Regions from separate parts of the Podarcis muralis genome. Here region 2 is linked to region 1. Evidence: chromatin contacts called from public Hi-C data. All regions are on one chromosome and are shown on one strand. Each heading gives the region's core, a stretch centred on a gene start, on an enhancer-like site or on the middle of the called end of the contact. The rest is flanking DNA. Distances are from core to core; before and after follow the strand shown.

What was found. Hi-C and Micro-C count contacts between places; a contact is called where the count stands out from the background.
Region 2: a contact with region 1 is called in a Hi-C map of blood, with 8 times the contacts expected there. The contact joins the promoter of NUP54 here to the promoter of UTP3 in region 1. A contact is called at or near these places in 2 of 3 Hi-C or Micro-C datasets (blood and tail).

What each region holds. Positions count from the first base shown.
Region 1 is chr9:10,176,434-10,183,316 of rPodMur119.hap1.1, reverse strand. It overlaps UTP3 (UTP3 small subunit processome component), which reads left to right and starts at 3,716. Exons shown (of 1, transcript XM_028743955.2): 1 at 3,716-6,883. The coding sequence starts at 4,060. The coding sequence ends at 5,535. LOC144328834 (a long non-coding RNA gene) reads right to left here and starts at 3,623. Exons shown (of 3, transcript XR_013394121.1): 1 at 3,476-3,623; 2 at 2,090-2,185.
Region 2 is chr9:10,369,457-10,376,295 of rPodMur119.hap1.1, reverse strand. It overlaps NUP54 (nucleoporin 54), which reads left to right and starts at 4,770. Exons shown (of 12, transcript XM_077933747.1): 1 at 4,770-4,910. The coding sequence starts at 4,856. It overlaps SCARB2 (scavenger receptor class B member 2), which reads left to right. Exons shown (of 13, transcript XM_028743948.2): 13 at 1-2,230.

The sequences.
Region 1 (6,883 bases), core at 2,467-4,966:
GTCCTATGTCAGGTGTAATGGTTAGAGTATTCTAAGAAGTGGCCTGCAGAGGTCATTTGACCGGCCCATGAACCGCCCCCGAAATGAGCTGCCCACTCACCTGCTGCACTAAATCAGTGCAGCACAGCACGGGGACTCGCTTCTGTGGCGCTGTAAATTGCGTCTGTGCATGCGCAGACACTGAAAATCGCGGGTGTGCACATGCAGATGTCAAAAATCGCAGGTGCGCCTCATGCATGCATGAGATCCGGCCCACAGAGGGATCTCTGCGGGACCGATCCAGCCCAGGCAAGATGAACCTTGCTGACCCCTGGGTTCGAGTTTCAGACCAGGGCGTGGGAGACGAGGGTTCAAATCTCTGCTCAGCCATGAAGCTCCCTGGGTGACTTTCGGCTAGTCACTACATCTCAGCGTAACCTGCCTCAGAGGGTTGTCGTGGGGATTAAGCAAGGAGGATGGAGAACCACGTATGCCACCTTGAGCGCCTTCAAATAAAAAGATATGCCAATTCACATTTTAATGAAGCTATTGAATTATATACATGGTATCTGAAGATTTAAGCATCTTTACTTGGTTAAACGCCCTAATAGTTGCATTTCCTTTCCTTCAGAGAGCTGCAACTCTAAATTCCAGTTCAACTGGCCCTGCTGCACCTGCTCTGTGGTTTTCTTAAGAAGAAACTGGCACCTGCACTTATTTTGCATAGAACGGCTCTTGGGTTTGGTATCGGTCAGCCTGCTTGTTTCAGAGGCAAGAGTTCTTTTCAGCACCATTACTTCACTCTGAGTGATTACAATGCCTTGATGATGTACAGAGGGCACTAAGAAACAGCAGTCCAGCCTGGCAGAACATACTGACTGTGGTAACTTAAGGTGGAAGGATAGCCTGAAAAGCAGCTTGAAAGCCTCCACAAGTAGATAAAAAAGGGAACCGTACCAGAAGCACAACTGGAAAGGTGGGAGGAACTGGTTGTATTTAACTTGGAGAAGACAGAGGAGGGACATGACAGCACTTCAAATTCCTGAAAGGCTGACACTTAGGTCAAATACACTTTGGGACACAGCTTTCCAAATTGTGTGTCATGACACATTAGTGTGTTGGCTGCAGTGTGTAGGTGTGTCATTGAAAGGGGCTAGTTTAACCTCTGGTTTGGGAATAAAACTGAATGACTGTGTTGCAAAATGATGAATGTCTAAAAAGTGTGTCACCAGCATGAAAAGCTTGGAAAGCTCTGCTTTAGCACCTTAAAGCGCAGCAAGGCCGCCCCTTCCCAGATTTCATCACTCAAAGCACGATTGCTTTTTCCACACCTGCAACCTTTCCAACTCCTGTTCACAAAACTGTCATCTGGGCATACGCAACAGTTGTCTCAAGTGCACACACCTCAGCTTAACTGCAAATTGAATGTGGCTGACATTTTTCAAATTGGATGGAGAAATGCACTGAACAGCAGGATTTCTCAAGAATTACAGGACAGCTATGGGATTGTGGCTAACATCACATGTACATGGTTTCAAACACCAGTGATGGGAGTACACTGGAGCCAGAGTAAAGGGTGATGCACACACAGTCATAGAAGAGTGCAAAAAATTGTTTTCTGGTGCCCTAGAAGACACTACTATATCTCATGGACTTAAGCTATAGGCAGGTAGGTGTCATTTCAATATTAGGAGGAAACCACTTGACAGTAAGAGTAGGTTAACAAAAGAACCCGTTACTTAGAGGGGTGGTGGGATCACCCATGCTGGAAGTCTTTAAGCAGAGTCTGGACAGGAAAAGTCATCTGTTAGGGGAAAGCCTTCTTGCATCAAGCAGGTTAGACTAAACCAGTGGTTCCCAATTAGCTAAGAACTGCAGACCTTTTTTTCAAAAGTGAAGCCATGGACTTGCTACTTTTGAAAAACTTGATATCTCTATGGTAGTTTTTGTTATGTGAATGGTGCCACGGACTCTGCACCAATTCTTGCCTATTAACACCCTCCTATGTCATTTGGGGCTGTGGTGTTTACTCAGTTAACCAGTGATCAAAAGCCTTTTAATGGCCTAAAAACGTGCTTGCAAAACTCATGGAAGTGTTTATTGAACTTACAAGAACTGTAGGTGGAAGGTGTCCTCTCAGAAAAAGCACCCTGTCTTCTACATTAATTACTAAGGCAGTCCCTGCTGTCGCAGGTACATGAATTATCTAGAAACGAAAAAAGAATTTTCATTTCCATACAAGCCAATTGTTTTTATTAATATGCAAATTAGTTTGGATTTAATATATTACCAGCAGCACAAGCCTATGTAGGCCTACTCGGAAGTATATTCCATGTATAGACTTGTATAGGGTTGCAGACTTTGCTTAAACTGGTCTATTTATCGATTCTGTTAATCCATTGGCAGTCCTGAAGATGTAAAAATGTCAAGACTTGCCTTTCTGGATTAATCAAAGACCCATGAAGCCCAGGATTTTGTTTCTGATGGCAACTAGCAGATTATTCTGGGGAAATTCGCATGTGGCGGTCCATCTTTTGATATTCCAATGTACGCTTCAGTAACTGAAGGCCAGCATCCACTGTTCAGTAACAGTGGCCAGCATCCATCAATTAACCTACCTTCTATGGCAGGAGCTGCTAATGTGTGGTACCCTCCAGATGTTGTTGGACTCAAACTCCCATAATCCCTGACCATTAGCCATTCCGGCTGAGGCTGATGGGAAATGGGAGTCCAACATCTAGAAGGCATCATGTTAGCTGCTTCCACCCTAACATATATTTTATCCTTTAGAAAAGCTAAAAGTCGGCATCTGTCTCCATCTTGTGGCAACGAAATGATCTCACAACGTGAGCAGCAACACCATTGCTTGTTCTGAATCAGGTTTCATCTAGACTAGAGAACCCAGGTCCTAGCAGTGTGAGCAGGGAGAGAACAACAACATTGTCATTTCACACTTTCCACCACTCCTTCGGTTGCTAAAGCAGGGTGTCTGTGTGAGAAGCCTCAGGGAAAAAATCCAGGAGGTCTGTTCTTTCTTTCTTTAAGGGAAGGGCCACCATAGCTCAGCGGCTGCCTTGCAAGCAGACAACACCAGATTTAGGGTGGTGTGGAGCAGACAGGGAGCACAATACTTATATTTATACGGGTACCTAGAAGACCCATTTAAAAAGCAGCTGTACCAAAATGAAATATTGTGGAAAGTAAATATTTAGGGGGAAGGGGCGCCCAATCTTGGTCTTGTTCAGGGAGCCATATTACCAAACCCCACCCCTGATGTAGCTGATTCCCAGGTTCGGTCCCTGCAGGGTGAGTTGCGAGGCTGCTGCCTAGAAAGCCGCTGCCAGTCAGTGTAGACAACACTAACCCAGATGGACCAAAAGTCTGACTCAGCATAAAGCAGATTCCTAAGGAGAAATAAATAGACATCTATCTGTCTATCGAGCTGAGTGAACAGTGCATTGCTATTAACTGGGATCGATTAATATGTATCTTGGACCTGTGTGGATGCTCGTTCTATTAAATGGAAGCAGCGGAAGAGGCTGAGATACACCCGCTTAGCACTCCATTACGCCGCACGCTTTACGTCGGCCACGTGTCCCCCTGCGGTTCTCGCATGCGCACTTCATCGGCCGAACGCCCCGCCTCGCCTCCGGCGCGCACCCTCCCCATCACCTCTCTATGCTTCTTACCGAAACCAGAGCGTCCACAAGTGAGGCGGAAGGTATAAAGCAGGGCGCATCAACCGACCGGAAGTAGAATTTACTCGCTTACTCCAGGCAGGAAGTAAAGCACCTCGAAAGGAAGGTCGCTGTACAGTTTGGGATATACTGGAGACGCATAGATTAAGGACGGCAAGCGTCAGACTTACGGCCGCCGGTTATTTCCTGAACAAGGAAATGACAATTGGGAATTAGTTAGGTGGAGGCGGGGGCTTACCCGTTTCTTGTGAGCCGGAAGTGAAAGCCTGTTTCCAGGGTCACCGACCTTCGACCCGGAAGTAGTGTTGTGCGTTGGCGGCCGCACAGCAGCAATACTGCACGCTTGTTTGCCGACTGCCGATCCGTCCTCACTGCCGGCAACATGGGGAAGCCACGGCGGAGAATAGCCCCGGGCCTGAGGGCCTCGCAGCCGCGGGAGGAAAAGATGGAGGAGCCGGAGCCGGGAGCCCCGATCTTCACGGAGGAGGCAGACGATTTCCACCAGCGGCGTCTGGAGGAGGCAGTGCTGGCGGCGCTGGGCAGCGAGGAGGAGGAGGAGGAGGAAGATGGCGAGGAGGAGGTCTTGGGACTAGAGCTCTCTGAGGAGAGTGAGACGGAGGAGGATGGAGAAGATGAGGGCGCGGACGACGACGAGGATGGAGGCGAAGGCGAGCCCCTGGATATGGACAGCGACCTGGAGGAGCAGCGGGGCGGCAGCGGAGACCTCGGCCTCCCCCATGAGTTCGCCTGGGGCCAGCGGAAACAGCTCTATTACGGCACCGACTACGGCAAGGCTGCGGCTCGCTCCAAAGCAGCCAAGCAGAGCCAGGAGGAAGCCGAAGCCGAGGAGCTGGAGGAAGAGGAGGAGGCCCAAGCCATTCAGAAAAGGCTGGTGCAGAATCTGGGGGAGGATGATTACGGCCTGGACCTGATAGAGGCCTACGCTGCGGCAGCCCAGGAGCCAGGTCGAAAAGAGTCCGGGTCGAAAATTGCCAAGGACTTGCAGTCTCTCTCTAAAAAAGAGAAGTTGAAGCTGTTGAAAAAGGAATCCCCGGAGTTGCTGGAGCTGATTCAGGACTTTGAAGCCAAGTTAACTGAGCTCAGAGATGAACTGGAGCCGCTCATGCAAATGGTAAAAGATGGGGTCATCCCAGAGGGAAAGGGCAGCCAGTATTTACAGACCAAATACCATCTCTATTTGAACTATTGCTGCAACATTAGTTTTTACTTGGTGCTGAAAGCCAAAAGGATTCCAGTTCACGGTCACCCCGTCATTGAAAGACTTGTAAGTTACAGAAATTTAATAAATGATTTGGCGACTGTGGACCAAAAACTGTCACCGGAGATTCGCCTGCTCCTTAATGAATTCCATAGTAGTGATGCTGGTGATGTGGAAGGTAGGAAGAAGCTTATCGTGCCTGCTAGAAAGCCTGTTAATAAAATCAAACCTAAAGCTGTTGGTGAGCTTTCTAATGATAATGATCCTGAAGAACCTACAGATGATTCAGATTTGGATGAGGAGGCTGCCCTGAATTATTATAAGGAGATGGAAAAAAAGATAAAGCTTAAGAAAAAGAGGAAACGAGAAGAAACAGAATGTGTGGAAGACCTGATTATGGAAGAGGAAGCAGGAGATCAAAAGAGAGGCGCAACATACCAGATTGTCAAGAATAAAGGCCTCACACCCAGAAGGAAAAAGATTGATCGTAACCCAAGAGTCAAGCACCGTGAGAAATTCAGACGTGCCAAGATTCGTAGGAAGGGGCAGGTTCGTGAGGTCCGAAGAGAAGAACAAAGATACGGAGGCGAACTGTCTGGCATTCGTGCTGGAGTTAAGAAAAGTGTTAAGCTTAAGTGATTCTCTTTGTATAATTCTTTTTTTACTCGCTGAAGGCAGTGAATGTGAGCTCAATAAATGTTCATTTTTGGGGTAAATAAAGGCAATATGTATTTATTTTAACATGGAGAAAGCAGCATTGTTCATAGTATGCAAAGTTCAGGGCAACTGCCTTTCCCAGTTGTTTCATTTGTCCAGCAGCTCATCTTTGTGGTCATCCGCAGTAACCAGGCACTGTGTTTAAATGTAAATCCCAATCACTGCATTGAGAACATAGCAGGTCAACAATCCTCTCACCTTCCACCACTTTTTGACCTGCTGGGTTGCATTTCTGTGCACTTTTGACTTTCAGTAACTGCATTGAGCTCAATGGGAATTCTTAGTTAATATGCCCAGGATTGAGTTCCAGATACTTTGGCCTGACCCAATAAGGCTCTCCTTAGTTCTTAAGGGACCCAAGGAATATTTAATCTGCATTAAGCTATCTTGAGCATACACTTAGGGCTAGGCTGATCAGATCCAATGCGAAAGTGGAGACGGTCTTGTATGTTGTGAATGATAAGAGCTTTGGCAGGTAAAGCTTCTAATGCATAAGTTTAATTTGCTTCATTCAGATTCACAAAAACTTTCTATATACTTTATATACCTTCTAAGTTACCTGTGTGCTCTACATTAATACAGTATACATATTTGAAGCCACAGTTTAGCATATGGTGCATTGGTAGCTGGGTTGAGTGAAACCAAAACCAATCACTTTTTGATTTTAAAATGTTAGCAGGTATGTTTAACATAATGACTAGAAACCATTCAGAAATGAACTGTGAGGGGATGCCTATTAGTAGTTAATTTTTTAAAAGGGATATTAACCCTGAAGCATAGAGGCACATGCTGTGATGAGTTGTTTTTAGTGGTGGGCACCAACATTGTAATTAACATTGTAATTAAAATTGTGAGGGGTTTAAGGCTACAGAAAATAGTGATTGGAAGTTATTTTACAGAAAAGTAACTTCCGTTGCAGGTGGGGAGAGGTCAGTCTTTTTGTAGAGCAAGCCATGATTTTGAGATGTGGTTTTAAGGACTGACAAGTGGGACAAACTCTTGCAATGTAGAGGACTTTTTTGCTGCAATGCTTTGTGATATTCCATCTACCTTCATCTCTACATCCTGTACCCACAAACAGCACAGTGGTCAGTAATCATGGTTGGTCCTCAGTAGGCTGTTTTTGCACACCTCTTTAGTCCCCCTCCCCCAAATATTATTGCACTTTTGAAAATCTTAGCATTCCCCCAAGCCTATTGAATGGTGTCTTTGGTTTGATACTCATGCTAGGGCATCAGAAATAAGAGTGAACCATGGTGTTTATTTGAAA
Region 2 (6,839 bases), core at 3,521-6,020, 190 kb before region 1:
CCTATGTTACTTAATGACCAGCTGAGCCTCTTCTGAGAGGCCCAGCTCATTCTTAGATAGGTATAGCAAGCAACATAACCTACAAGTGTTCTGTACACTTTTTCTTCCTAATGTAATCTGCATTGTTTCTGGCATTAACTAAAATCTCATTCTGCCTGCTGACCAAATGCCCCATTATTATTATATTTAAAGATCTCTTATTGATTCTTCAAAGTAACATGGTATAACTATCTCCCCCATCCAAACGCCCCATTATTGAGTTGATTGCATTTCCCCCTCCCATTGGAAAAGCCATTATTACCTGAAGCTGCAGTAAGAAAGCAGTTTTCCCATCTATTTTTGGAGTGGTTGTCAAGACACACAACTTTTTGTCATTCATAGTGTTCACTAAGAACAGTTATTTGTTTATTTTGGTTGTGCTGGTGCAGGAACCATAGAATATGTTGCTGGAATTCCTTTTCTGGAGCAGCCGAAAGACCCATCTGGTCCACTGTTCCATTTGCAGCGGTGGTTTCACCAGTGGCCTTCCAGATGTTGTCCAACTCCTGATTTCATTAAAGACCTCAAGTCTATGTAGGAGAAAGAGATGATTCTCCCATTATTAGAACCTGAGAGACATCTCATGGAGGGAAGCTGCCCCGTGGTTGGCCAATGGAGGCTGCAGGCATTGCAGATTGATGTGCATCCTTAATTGTTTCCTTGGAAGCTTGTGCAAATTATTTCCCGCGGTACATTTACAAAATTATAGCATGAACATTTACACTTCCAGCAGTTGGCAAACAGCATTGCTTAAAATAACTGGAAGGCAGCAGAGAAGCTGTTTATATATATTTCTGAGGGTACAAAGGAGCAAAAGATAACTTAGAACCATGAATAGTATTAGTATTGTATTATTTCTGATAGATGCGCCTCTACAGCTAGGTCATTGGCTCAGATCACCTTTCAGTGTTCATTTATACCTTAAAAGGAATTCCAAGTTCTTGAAATTGCCCTTTTGATGCTGCCTCTCAGTCTTAGTATTATGGGGTTGAGTAGTGTTTAGGCCCTCCTAACAGTGCAAAGCATCCTAGGCTGCTTAAGTTATGTGGGAGTTGGGAAAGATGGCACTCCAGGTTTTGCTCAAAGTGATCCCAGATTATTAGCCATGCTGTCTGGGACTGATGGGAGTTGGAGTCCAACAACTTCTGCAAGGCCACAGTCTCTCCTCCCTTGTTTATAGTGTCTGGTCAAGGCAGGGAGATTGTGCACAGTACTATCACGAGTGGCTAAAGCGAGGGCTGTGCAATGTTTATAAAATACTGAGCAGCCCTCAGAAAAGGTTGCCTGTCCTGTGTCTCAAATTTAGACAGAACCATGTGTACAACAGGATGGGCCAGCTGCTTGCTGTGAACGACTGAGTGAGTACAAAGTTAGTGAAAGAGCAAAACTGAAAGTTCCAGGATCCTTTGCTATTTTGGTTTGAGGGGTGGCGATGGTGACATTTGTGGGCACTTTTATTTTTCTAGTTGTAGTGGAGACTGTTTGCTTCCCTGTTAAATAGTTCTGCTGCAAGAAATGTCCAACAGTCTCCTGAAGCTGTGGACAAGGAAGCTTGTCATCTTCCGACAGAGGAGCTCCTAGGGGACTTTGGGATTTCCTGGAGCATAAATTCTCTTGTGGGCTGCGCTGACATAACTGATGGTTTGCAAGGGCTTATTTAAATTGCTCGGAGAGCTTCAGGTACAGAATATTTATAAGACTGGTGTAAGCCAGGAAGGCTGCATTGGGCCCATATATGATGTGGACCTCAGCTTGAGAGAGTTTTCCCGAGGCCACAACAATAGTTGATGACCAGTTTATCTTAACCATGGCACTGTAGAAGCAGTAAAAGAGCCTACTATCAAATCTCTCTTCAATAATACTTCTCCATATTTAAAACATGTTTAGTGGTGCAGCCAGAAAATCTATAGGGACATGTCACAGTTGACAGCTTTTTAATGCAAAAAAAGAGAAATCTAGTATCGGGAGACAAACTATGGAAAAGATTCAGCTCTTATTTGGGGCCATTCTTTGTAGGTCACTCATGGTAGTTTCTCCAAAGCAAAAATAATGCCCTTTTTTGGTGGGGGGTATCTAACACTGACTCTTTACACTCAGCCCTGTTAGTAATGAACGAAGTGGACTGTTGTCATGTCAATCAACTGTTGTCATGTTAATGTGGAATATCACATTAAATGGCTTTTTTGTTTCATTGCCTTTTCTCCTTATTCTTGTAACTTGCATTTCTGAATATTTTTCTCCTAAGAACATCTGTTTAGTTAGTGAATCTCCCTCTATGTAAAAAAAAAATCCCAACCAGGCCTGTTCTAGTTCTGCTGCTTCTGAGAAAAGACAGTAGGGAATCCTGTCCATTTATACGCTTGGCCAGGTGAGCAGATACATTCTTACCTGCCAGTTGTCCAGGTGACAAATGCTAAGAGGAGCCCTGCTGGACCAGGAATGAATACAGCCACACTCTGCCCATGGGTGTTTCCCACAACTGGGATTCAGAGACATGCTGCCTCTGACAGTGGAGGATATCTAGTAGTTACTGATGATAGCCTTATCCTCCATGAATTTGACTAATTCTCTCTTAAAATTATCAAAATGGATCGCCATTGTTGCCTCTTGTAGGAGCAAATGCCATAGTTTAACAGCTATGCACCAGAGGCGAATTTAGGACAGCAACGACCATTTCCATCGCTCTGGGCATAGAGCCTAGGAGTGTTGTAAGGTATCGCAATGAAGATGTACTCCACTAAGCAGGACGGAAGGCAGGGGCACTGAATTTTGGCCTCCGGCTCGGCGCCATTGAAATTGGAAAGACCAAAGTCTGCCCCTGTACGCACCGTGTGCTTTCTAGCTGTCCCAGAGTTCTGGGTAGTCATTTCTCATTAGTATGGCCTAAAACATACTTTCTGCAGTTTCCCTTGCCCCTGAAAAGGATCTTGGCATTACGGCTAGATTAAACACAAAAAAGCTAAAGCAAAAGACCACAAAATCACTGAAATCATAATGAGGTATAGCCACGCAGCAGCAGTAGAAAATACATTTTCAATACTTAGTGCACCTCACCCCTCCTGGACAAAGAGACATGTGTGTTTACCTGCCAATGAAAGGAAAACAATTCTGGCAAGATGTACCTGAGAGGGGGAAGTCAGTTGGAGGTGTGCAGCTGCTACAGACAAAGCCCTCCCAGTGATCCCTGCACCTCATTTGCAATATTCTCAAGAGTATCCTTTGCAAACCTTCCTGCCAAGCATGCACCGCATCAGATTCCAAGAGAACACAATTAAATTAAACATGATAAATGGGACTAACAGGTGACAAACGGGACCGGATGACACAGGACTAAACTGGCCGAGGCCTGAAACACACATCCTAAATCCCCTCACTGAGTCATAGGTTGCAGTTCCTTTCATCATCATCATCATTTTTAATTTGTATACAGCGGTACCTCAGGTTACATATGCTTCAGGTTACATACGCTTCAGGTTACAGACTCCACTAACCCAGAAATAGTGCTTCAGGTTAAGAACTTTGCTTCAGGATGAGAACAGAAATTGTGCTCTGGCAGAGCGGCGGCAGCAGGAGGCCCCATTAGCTAAAGTGGTCTTCAGGTTAAGAACAGTTTCAGGTTAAGTACGGACCTCCGGAACAAATTAAGTACTTAACCCGAGGTACCACTGTACCGTCTTTCTATCTTACAATACTCAAGGCAGTTTACAAGCTGAAGAAATAAAAAATGTACATCTTATAACAATCTAATGCAATACAAAAAGGTGATAATAAAACATAACTTTAAAATAGGCAGCCTACATCAAAAAGTAACATTCAACAATCATTAGAATAGTATTAAATAATAATAACATATGAAAGTTAAAGAGAAATCCACTCAGCAGTTACAATAAATAATTTCTAAACTATAATCAATAAAACAACGGCAAGCCACAGTACATAGAATAATACAATACAAATTGAGAAGCAGAGACTACAGGGTGGGGCAAGGCAGGTGGAAGAAGGCCTTGTCTGATGGAGTCTCTCCCCTCACAGGTCTTCCTTCAGGATTAGATCCCTTATGAGGACTCCTAGGGTCGGAGTCGGAATAGGGTTTGAACCTATTGCACACCATAACCCGCATCATTAGGTGTGAGGATCACCAAAGCAGGTTGCCATATTTCAAAAAATGGAAAACTTGTTGAGGTTTCTTTTTGGGGGGGACGTTGTTGGAAATTCCCCCCCCCCCCCAAAAAAAAAATCTACACTTCCGACATGGGTTGCCCTACGCCCGACTTTCCCCATCAGGATCCCATCGGGCACTTCCCCTCCAGTCCACAAGGCGGAGCCTCTACCTTTCCGCAGCCCTCTCCCCAATTGGTGGCACTTCAGGGGCCGGTCTAGGAATCCGCGACGGCATCTTACGTCGTTGTCGTCACCACAGCGCCTCGTTGCCGGGGCAACAAACCAGCTCGAGCGGCGCTCTCCGGGCGGAGGCGGAACCTTTTTTTCTCCACAGACGCAGAAATATAGAGTGACGCGCCACGGCGATTTCAAACCGGGACCCCCGGTGCCTGGTTTCAGCTAGTTCCCCGCTCTAATTTTTCGACGCGAAATGCATAAAGGGGATTCGAAGTTAAGGGAGGCCGAAGGGCAGAGCGGCGGGTCCTTAGAAAACCGCGGCCGGCGCTAATATTGGGTTCCACTCTACACTTTTCCTATCTCTATGGCCTGGTCGAGGCCTCCCGCGTCGGGGTTGCAGTTTCCACCCGGACGACGGCGCTGAGCGGACCTTCCCAGGGTCAGTAGGTGCTGCCGCCGCCGCCGCCCGGGTTCCCTCATGGCTTTCAACTTCGGGCCAGCCGCCGGCGCTGCGGCCGCCCCAAACCCTGCGGGTGAGTGCGGGGAAGTGGCGGGGGGGGCGTGGCCCTGGTCGCCCTGGCAACCGGGGGGGCGGGGAAGGGCAGCACCTGTTGAATCCCTGGCTTCCTATCGCGGAGCAGCAGCAGCTTCGGAGGCGCAGGGCGATATCAAGAGAGGAGGGGGTGGGGATGGGAGGGAGTCAGATTTATTTGTTCCAGCCGTAGGTCAGGACAAGCACGACAACACGCGCAAATGAACGCGAGCGCAAGGAGGACGTGAAGAAGCAGGGCACAAAATGATGAGGCGCCTTAAGGTTGCCTGAATGTCCGCTTGTCGCAGGGTTTTAGAACAGGAAGGGACCCGCGAGGGGCTTCGAGTCCAAACCCCTGCAGTGCAAGTGTGTGTGTGTGTGTGTGTAGAGAACCACCACCGCCACCCCACACAAAAGAGGCACTTAATAATAATAATAATAATAATAATAATAATAATAATAATATCACAGGGTCCGTATAAAAATGTAGCTATATATATCCCAAAGGAGGACCCCCCCACACACAGAGAAAAGAGGCACTTATTATTATTATTCATTAATATCACAGGGTCCGTATAAAAATGTAGCTATATATATATCCCAAAGGAGGACCCCCACACACAGAGAGAAAAGAGGCATTTATTATTATTATTAATATTAATATCACAGGGTTGGTATAAAAATGTAGCTATATATATCCCAAAGGAGGACACCCCCCCACACACAGAAGAGACACATTATTATTATTATTCATTAATATCACAGGGTTGGTATAAAAATGTAGCTATATATATCCCAAAGGAGGACACCCCCCCACACACAGAGAGAAAAGAGGCACTTATTATTCATTATAATCACATTCATTAATATCGCACGGTCTATGTATAAATGTAACTATATATATCCCAAAGGAGCACACACACCCCCACACACAAAAGAGGCACTTATTATTATTATTCATTAATGTCACAGGGTGGTTGTAGAGAAAGGCCAAGGGGCTGCAAAGTGTGGCTCTCTCACTGCCACGCTTCTAGAAGTTCCCATCCATTAGCAAAACTAGGTCTCTGGCTGCTGCCCGTCCTATGTTGCAGAGCCCCACAAATAAACATAATTAGTGCTAATTCCTCCAAAATATATAGGATTGTACAGTCCTGTGGCTTGGCTTTTGAAAAACAGGAGGTCCACAGTACTTAGCAAATTGAAAACCGCTGTGCTAGCCTCTTGTTGTCTGCCTGGTACTGTAAAGAGTCTAGTATATGACTGGCAGGCTGCATTTGACTTGGGAATTCACAAATTGCATGTTGATATGGACTGTTGTGATAATGTACGTGAAGCACTTTGAACAAAAATCCATGTCTAAATGCAAAGTATTCATATTAAACAGCATGGGGAGAGTGTAATTCTAATACAGAGGTTTGGGGAAGGGAACCACTATCAAGTTTGTTAACAGTGCTTTACTTGGTCATTCATATCTACAAAATGTTAAGCCTAAGTGTACTGCTCAGCTCATTACTTCTAAACCCTTCAAAACGTAGACCATTCAACACACCCTGCTCTCATACTGAGGAGGAATTTTTATTTGCATGTTTTTGGTGCAGAACTAATATTTGGCAGTGAAAACTTCATTTGTCCTATAACAGCAGAGAAACGCTCTTGTACTTTTTCTTGCTATGGACTGATGTTTCTTCTCCCCCGTTCTTTGAAATTTCTCATTTTTGCTAATCAGAATTGGTTTTACTGCTTACATGTTTTGTTTCTCACTAATACTTCCTTGCTTTCTTTTCTGCTTCCCACTCATCAGGATTTGGTGGGCTTGAAACAGCAAACTCCACTGCCAGCGGGTTTAATTTTGGGGGTTTTGGATTAACTGCTAATCCTGCAGTGAATTTTAATATTGGGAATTTTGGTGTGTCTACTACCTCGGCTCCAC